3 separate regions of the Muntiacus reevesi genome follow, and regions 2 and 3 are each linked to region 1. Evidence: chromatin contacts called from public Hi-C data. All regions are on one chromosome and are shown on one strand. Each heading gives the region's core, a stretch centred on a gene start, on an enhancer-like site or on the middle of the called end of the contact. The rest is flanking DNA. Distances are from core to core; before and after follow the strand shown.

Region 1 (2,638 bases), core at 101-2,600:
TCTGCGAGGGAAAGGGTCCTGGCTCGCAGATCATTTGTAAACCAGAGAACGGGTTCTCTAAAAATAAAATAAAATAAAATAAAAGCCCCACTCCAGTCTCCCTGACTTCCAAAGTTAAGTGGGAAACGCCTCGGGGCAGCCAACCAGGGGCACATGAGGCCAGGTTCAGGGGTAACGCGCTAACTGGCTGAGCATTTTACCTCTCGGTCGAACCTCCCAGGTCTGCGTAGCGCTGGATCTAGAGCATCCGGCCGGTTGGTGGATCCCACAACCACCACCTCGCGGTCCTCACCGATGCCGTCCAGCAGCGTCAACACCTGGGCCACCACGCGGCTCTCAGGGGCTTGGTGTGGGCCGCCCCGCCGGGGACACAGGGCGTCCACCTCGTCCAGGAAGAGGAGGGTGGGACGGCGGCTGGCCAGCTCCCGGGCGCGCTGGAAGATCCGCCGCACATTTTCCTCCGTCTCCCCGGGCCGGGAGCCCTGTAGCGCGGGGGCGCTCACCGCCAGCAGCTCCGCGCCCGTCTCCCGGGCCACTGCCCGCACTAGCTGGGTCTTGCCCACTCCCGGGGGGCCGGCCAAAAGCACCCCGCGTGGCACTTCTAGCCCTAGAGAGGCCAAGGCGCGCGGGTAGCGGAGCGGCAGGCGAAGGAGCTCCCGCAGCGAGTCGGCCGCCTCCGAAAGCCTCCCCAGGGGCACCTCGGGCTGCGGCTCCTCTTCCGACCGAGGGACCTCGCTCAGACTGATGTGGGTGCGAGGGGTGACCAGCCCGGCCGGATTCGGGCTGGGCGCTCCGCTAACGATGTGCAGGGCGGCCACTGGACCCGGAGCGCCTGGTGGAGCGGCCACCACGTGGCCCTGAGAGACTGGACGGTTCCTCAGCAGCTCCTGCACCGCTTCCAGCACCGCGGCTGTACTCTGGGCACCGGACGCGCCCGCTTGCTCCCGCAACTCCGGCCACACCGCGAGGTGCCGAAGTGGCGGGCAGGGCACTAAGCGGAATCGGTTCAGGTTAATAATCCCCCGAGACCCCGGCGCCCCCATTGCAGTCCCCGGGCTAGTGCACAGCGGGTCCAGCTGCACAAAGCCGTCCGCTCCATCCCGCCGCGGCCAGGCGGTGCAGAGGCAGGAGCCACCGTCGGGTAGCGAGATCTTCACCGCCGAGCCCAGATGGGCGCCTAAGGCGCGGAGGGCGGTAGGGCCCAAACGACAGCGCTGGGTGCCTCGATCCCTAGCATCTACGGGTAGCAGCTTTAAGGGAGGTCCTTCGGGAAAGGAACCCGAGTCCGGAGCCATTTCTCACGAAAGACGCAAAACCCAGGAAAATAAGGTAGGACTTCCACCGGGCCGGAAAGACCGGCACACCGCGGCCGGAAGCGGGTGATGCGCATGCGCCAGGGAAGCCGCAGATGCGAGTCCCTGATAGGTGGAAAGGACCAATAGGAAGTTAGACTAAGTTAGACAATGATGGGTCCGTCAGGCTACTTTGCCACGGTGTTAGCTTTGCTGAAATCTCGTCGCCCTCTTTATAGTTTTGCAGACACTATGAGTGAATTCTGGAGTCCATAGTCACTTAATGACCTCTGCTGTCTGTTTCCAGCTTCTAGGCCGGAACAACCTAAAAAGAACCAGGAAACTATACTGAGAGGAGATCCTGAGATGGGGAAATCATCAATTAAACCCTGTTTTCTTCTTTCTCTTAATCCTATTGCTTTCTACTATCTTTGAAGAACAAAGACTGTAAATTCAGACTTCTCAAGAACAGCTTTGTAATTTTTAAAAATTTTTATTGGAGTATAGCTGCTTTATAATGTTGTTTCTACTGTACAGCAAAGTGAATCATATCCTCTGTTTTGGATTTCCTTCCCACTTAGGTCACCACAGAGCATTTAGTAGAGTTCCCTATAGAGTAGGGTCTCCTTAGTTATCTATTTTATACATAACATCAATAGTGTATATATGTCAATCCCAATCTCCCAATTCCTGCCACCCAACCCTTCCCTCTTGGTATTGGCACAGCTGTTCTCTATGTCTCTGTCTTTACTCTTTCTTTGTCTAAGGAGGCCTTATAAATAGCTGTGAAAAGAACAGAAGCAAAAAGCAAAGGAGAAAAGGAAAGATATACCTATTTGAATGCAGAGTTCCAAAGAAGACCAAGGAGAAATAAGAAAGAATTCCTCAGTGATCAGTGCAAAGAAATAGAGGAAAACAATAGAATGGGAAAGACTAGAGATCTCTACAAGAAAATTAGAGATACGAAGGGAACATTTCATGCAAAGATGGGCTCAAAGGACAGAAATGGTATGGACTTAACAGAAGCAGAAGATATTAAGAAGAGGTGGCAAGAATACACAAAACTACTGTACAAAAAAGATCTTCACAACCCAGATAATCACAATGGTGTGATCACTCACCTAGAGCCAGATATTCTGGAATGTGAAGTCAAGTGGGCCTTAGGAAGCATCACTGCGAACAAAGCTAGTGGAGGTGATGGAATTCCAGTTGAGCTATTTCACATCCTAATAGATGATGCTGTGAAAGTGCTGCACTCAATATGCCAGCAAATTTGGAAAACTCAGCAGTGGCCACAGGACTGGAAAAGGTCAGTTTTCATTCCAGTCCCAAAGAAAGTCAATGCC
Region 2 (2,638 bases), core at 95-2,594, 160 kb after region 1:
AAGCTGGAGGGACTCATTATTCACTCAGTCCTACGCCATTCCCTCCTTGACACTGATACAGCCGCTGCCCAGCCAACCTGAAAGCCAACTCCAAAACTTACTTCCGTTTGCCTATTGCCAAATGGCAGACTTAAATCAGCTGAACCTGGATAAAGTGCTCACAAAACAAAGTAACGAATAATATTTGTATTAAACCTGAGGTAGGTTAGGAAAAAAAAAATTCTCAAGGACAACAAGCCCTCCCACCTAGAAGGCTGAGGAGACGGAGGCCACAAACTCTCTTCTGCAACCTCATAGTGGCTACAGGTACCAATCCGTCCAGAGCGCCCAGATTTTTCGCTAGTCACAGTGTATTGTCTAATCTGCACGCTTCTAATTCTTAATATATGTTTGCACAGTGTTCCTATAATCCCTGCACTCCAAAGTATTGACTAGCAAATGTGAGGCTTTTTTAGAGAACCCAATTTATGATTTCACCACTGATAGCAAATGAGGAAAGAGAATGAGTACCAGACGGAACAACCTCCCCAAATTAAACAGTCTCATAACACAGAAGATGACGGTTGGCCGACTCACTGAAGCCCCTGGGTTCACTTTTTGCCGAGTTATTAATATAATTTCAGCCCTGACCTAATGTCAAGAAGCAGTTATTGAACAACCGCAGAAGAATACGGCTTTCCAAGTCTAAAAAAAGACGCCCCTGCCGTGCCATTGTTGCCACAATGCCGTGACTCGGATTCGAACCGAGGTTGCTGCGGCCACAACGCAGAGTACTAACCACTATACGATCACGGCGAGCTACTGGGACGCCGCGAGCAACGCGTCACCCAGTGTCGTCCTCGTCTAGATGGCCGCCGCTCTCGCCTGCCCAAGTCGCTCATTATCGGCCCCTCTGGTTCTGGCACAAAGCCTGAAGCGGAGTAGAGGCGCCGTAGACTCCGGGCCGAAGTCTCTGTTGGTCGTCCGCCTGGACCGTGAAAGTACTTTGCAAACTAAAGGACCCCTGGGACGCCGGGCCTGCGAATCGGACTCTCACGCAGCCTGAGGGATGTGAGGCCTGCGCCTGCGGGTCGTCCGAATGGCGGCGCCGGTCTCCTCTCACACCCATTTTGCCCTGGCGCTCGTGCTGTCTGAACAGGCTCTGGCTGGGAATGGGACTGTCTCTTAACTCTCACAAGAAGGAAAATCAGTTCGGGCCTACAGCACAACTTCCTTCGAGATGCGGGGTAAGATAACTCCAAGACACCTCGCACCGCGGTAGTGAAGCGGCGGGATCTGACCCGCGGGCGAGTGCGGACTGATATTGAGACAGCTGACAGACAGTGCGCCTGCGTACGCACGGGCAGCGAGGAGAAGTTTGAGATGGGCGGAAATCAGCAATGTCACAGCCAGGGGGCGGGGCTTCAAACAGAGAAGAGCTCAGGCGAGAAGCGAAAGGCGCAAGTCCCTAGTAGCTCGCCGTGATCGTATAGTGGTTAGTACTCTGCGTTGTGGCCGCAGCAACCTCGGTTCGAATCCGAGTCACGGCATTGCGAAAGCAGTGGCACGGCAACGGGGCTGCATTTTAGCGTTCTCCTCCATTTTTTTTTTTTTAAATCTTCAGTTTGTGACAATTTCCTCGAAAATGGATCCCAATCCCCTTGTGACAGAAACGATATTTACGCCAGGTCTGGCTACACTGGATTTCGAAAGAATATAGGCTTCCGCTTACACTGGGCTACACACGTTATCCGGCACAACCCAAACAAAGCACAGAACACTCAAGAGGCAAAGTGCTAAAATTGACATATGTATAAATTTCCATAGCGGCACTGGAAATGGGCTTCCGGTAATAGAAGTCTTCGCAGAAGAAGTGACCTTGGAAGTAAGGCAGAAAGGGAATTTGTCAAGCAGCAAGCAGCCAGGATAATCTCGTGAGCTAAGGTCTTGGAATGGAACAAAGACAATTCCTCTTTGCAGGTCTTCTCTTTATCTCATCCCCATGACGCTTACAGACCCTGGTCTGAAAGGTAGTATTAAGCGCTTCTCAAGGACCTGTTGAAAGCAAATAACTAAGAAATGGAAACGACACTAAGGGAAGTCCACGAGATGAGCTGGAAAAGGCTCCGCAGTCCAGGGGGGTTGGGAAGAGAGCTAGAGGGGTGAGACTCCATTCGGGTTTAGCAGGATCCTTCCGGCTGTTCTGCAGGGTGGGAAGGGGGACAGTGATTAGAGCAGACGACACTGGAGAAAGACGGGTGGTTCCTCTGGATTCACTCATTAGAACCAGTGGCACGTTCTCAGTTTAGCAAAAAGCCACTGCCTACTGTGGACTCAGCCTGGTTCTAGGCGCCGTGGGGACGAGAGCTCTGATGTATCGAGAAGGAAAATCGGGCTCCCTCCCTGCTGCGCCCAAGGACACAACAGAGGATGGCACCGGATCCGGCGGAAGCACCGGTGAGCGGAGGAGTCAATGCCGTCGGGGGGAGCAAGGAAAGCAAGGAAGGGGGTGCTGCAGATGAGGGGAGCAGCAGATTGAGATACATTCATGGAGTCCCTTCTAAGTGGCCAGTTCAATTCTGGGGGTGTTCTCCTTCAGAGGCACCGTTCGGTCACTCGGAGAATCAACAAGGAGGAGAAGCCCTGAGGAGCGCCCCTC
Region 3 (2,638 bases), core at 87-2,586, 140 kb before region 1:
CCATTTATGGTTTCCAAGCAAGTAAATGACATGATGGGCCCTGTATCTTGGGGCAGTGATGTGGCAGTGTGATAGATGGGATGGGAGAATAAGAGACTGGAGGTGGACTGGCCTTACACCTGTGATTGTTAAAGGGTGACAATACAAAGGGGAGAAGGAACTTGTAGGGTAGAATCCCCTGGAATAGACAGGGGTGGGAGGAAAGAGTTAAGAATAATGTCAGAGTTTCAAGAGCTCATGACTTGGCACCATTAATAGGATCAGACATCTACTTTTATTTAAGTACATGCTGTAGGGTAAGATTAGGGCAAAATGACCATGTTAAAGTATGCAGAAAGCAGATGCAGGAGCAAGCAGCAGAGAGACCCGATCTGCATTTACATACAAGGAAGTCATATTTATAGAAGCAACTTCTAAAGGTGTGAAGAGGGAGATCAGGGAGGAAAAGCACGACCAAGAAAGACCTGAGCACTATTTCGGGGTAAGGTCTATATTTCTGGAACAGGAAGTACAAGTAAAGGCACATCCAAAGTCCTGCAGCCTTTCTTATCTAGGGTTCCTCATCTGAACCACAGACCACAGAAACTGTTTCTCAATTCTCCCAAGGACGGTACATACACATACATAGTACCATTATGGATGCAGAACAAGTCGATTCATTACATTCAATAGATGCCTTAGGCCATTCAGGTTTAAATCTTTCCTTGAATTCGAGTTGAGAAAGACTGTTAGAGAAACAGGGATGCAATAAGGTCAACAAGCAAGACAAGCATTTCATGAATGAGTGGTCAGTAATACCGGATACCTCAGCTCTCTGAATAACAAACCAATCATCCTGGCAAATCCATCTTCAACCACTAACTTGTAACAAATAACCAACAGTGTGCTGGAGTCATTAAGCAAATTCACAATGGCTTCACTCTCAAACCCCACCAACAGCACCCCAAACGCCGTTTTTTCCCCACCCCGCCTCCACCCGCAAGATCTCGTTTCCCGCCCCCTCCTCTAGGTAGGAAGGCCAACAGGGCAAGGTTCCCTTATTCCACGCCGCGGCCAGAGTCTCGGGTCAGCAGTTGCTGAAAGCAACTTACTCCCGTTGGGCAGCACGGAGACCCACCTACTTGGGTCAGACCGCCCGCCCCGCCCAATAGCACTTACCCGGCGTCAGGTCCCCGGCCTCCAGGCCTTCGGGTGGCCCTGCCAGGACCCCGTCCGGGGAAGGCGGCCCAGGGACACTCATGTCCCTCCCGCTGGGAACAGGGAAGGGGCAGTTGCACAGACTGTCAGACGCACTGAGGAAGCACCGAGTGCGTCCAGAGCCCACCCGGACAGAAGCGACGGTCGCACCCGGAAGTGACGAAAGCGGAAGATGGCAGGCTCTGGGCACGTGACCGCGGGCCTTCCCACACACACACACCCTTTTATCCTCCCCCACCCCCGGCGCTTCTAAGAGTTCGAGCTGAAGTGCTAACGGGGTGGGGACTGGGAGTCAGATGAGTCAGCAGCCGCGGGCCTCGAGTCCCCGACTCTGGTGGTCGGGGAGCGGGATGAAAGAGGCGGTGTCTGGAAGGGGCTAGATTGGTCTCCAACACCAGCGAGCTGTATGTTGAGCCTGGGCCAGCAGTCGGACTTTGATCAGTAGGCCAGTCGCAGCTTCTCCGTTTTGTGTCCTTATTAAGAAAATACCTTAAGGACTGCAATTTGAACGCATTAAAAATTCACGTTTATCTCTCTTCAGCCTTGCTAACTAGGAGTTTATCAAGATTCATCTCTCTTGTTGATTGTAGGTGAACGATGTAAGGTCTGGCTTGCAGCATCTGTTAATATCTACTGAACAAATTCAGCCAAATTACCGTAAACTGCGCTTACTGAGATCCTATGGGATGATGTCATGAATTTTTATGAAAAACAGTTAGAAATGGGCAAGAGCTGCCTCAGACCAATAAAATGATTACCTCCTTACTTTAAACCCTCTCACTTAAACTGTAATAGTGGCCTGCTAGTGTTGCACCCCCAAATCGTCTGTCCAAACAGTTTTCTATTCAACAGGCAAATCTGTTTTCAAAAAAAAAATGAGAATTCTTTGTCAAACCTCAGAAACTTGCTCCCCAATTACCTTACTAGTGCATTCACACAGCTTCCTCTTTTGGCCTTCTCTCCTTTCAGGATTAGGTGCTCCTTACTACCTGTGGTAAGCAGAACATGCCCTCACCAAAGATGTCCACAGATTTCATCCCCAGAACCTGTGAATATGTTGTTTCACTACAAAAGGGTAATTAAGGTTGCTAGTCCCTGAGACTGTAAAATGGATTATCCGAAGTTACTGAGTGGATCTGAAGTATCTCAGGGGCCTTCAATCCTGGAAAAGGGAGGCAGAAGAAGAGCGTTAGAAAGGAGATGTGACTATGAAGAATGACTAGAGAGATGCAACGTTGGCTTCGAAAGTAAAGGATGAGGGTTACTGACCAGAACTGCGGTGACCTCTAGAAGCTGGAAAATACAAGGAAGTGGATTCACCACTAGAGCCTCTAGAATGGAACTCAGCCATGTCTCAGTTTTACCCCAGTGAGATCTGTATTGGACTGCTCACCGACAGAACTCTAAGATTGCCGTCAGGATGGCCGAGCGGTCTAAGGCG

The links. Hi-C and Micro-C count contacts between places; a contact is called where the count stands out from the background.
Region 2: a contact with region 1 is called in a Hi-C map of muscle, with 6 times the contacts expected there. The contact joins the promoter of SLC28A2 here to the promoter of AFG2B in region 1. A contact is called at or near these places in 2 of 3 Hi-C or Micro-C datasets (blood and muscle).
Region 3: a contact with region 1 is called in a Hi-C map of muscle, with 13 times the contacts expected there. The contact joins the promoter of BLOC1S6 here to the promoter of AFG2B in region 1. A contact is called at or near these places in 2 of 3 Hi-C or Micro-C datasets (blood and muscle).

What each region holds. Positions count from the first base shown.
Region 1 is chr7:62,651,452-62,654,089 of mMunRee1.1, forward strand. AFG2B (AFG2 AAA ATPase homolog B) reads right to left here and starts at 1,351. Exons shown (of 7, transcript XM_065941434.1): 1 at 201-1,351. The coding sequence starts at 1,295.
Region 2 is chr7:62,807,996-62,810,633 of mMunRee1.1, forward strand. It overlaps SLC28A2 (solute carrier family 28 member 2), which reads right to left and starts at 1,345. Exons shown (of 19, transcript XM_065941467.1): 1 at 779-1,345. It overlaps TRNAH-GUG (transfer RNA histidin (anticodon GUG)), which reads right to left and starts at 795; the gene lies at 724-795. TRNAH-GUG (transfer RNA histidin (anticodon GUG)) reads left to right here and starts at 1,458; the gene lies at 1,458-1,529.
Region 3 is chr7:62,507,618-62,510,255 of mMunRee1.1, forward strand. BLOC1S6 (biogenesis of lysosomal organelles complex 1 subunit 6) reads right to left here and starts at 1,337. Exons shown (of 6, transcript XM_065941471.1): 1 at 1,159-1,337. The coding sequence starts at 1,240.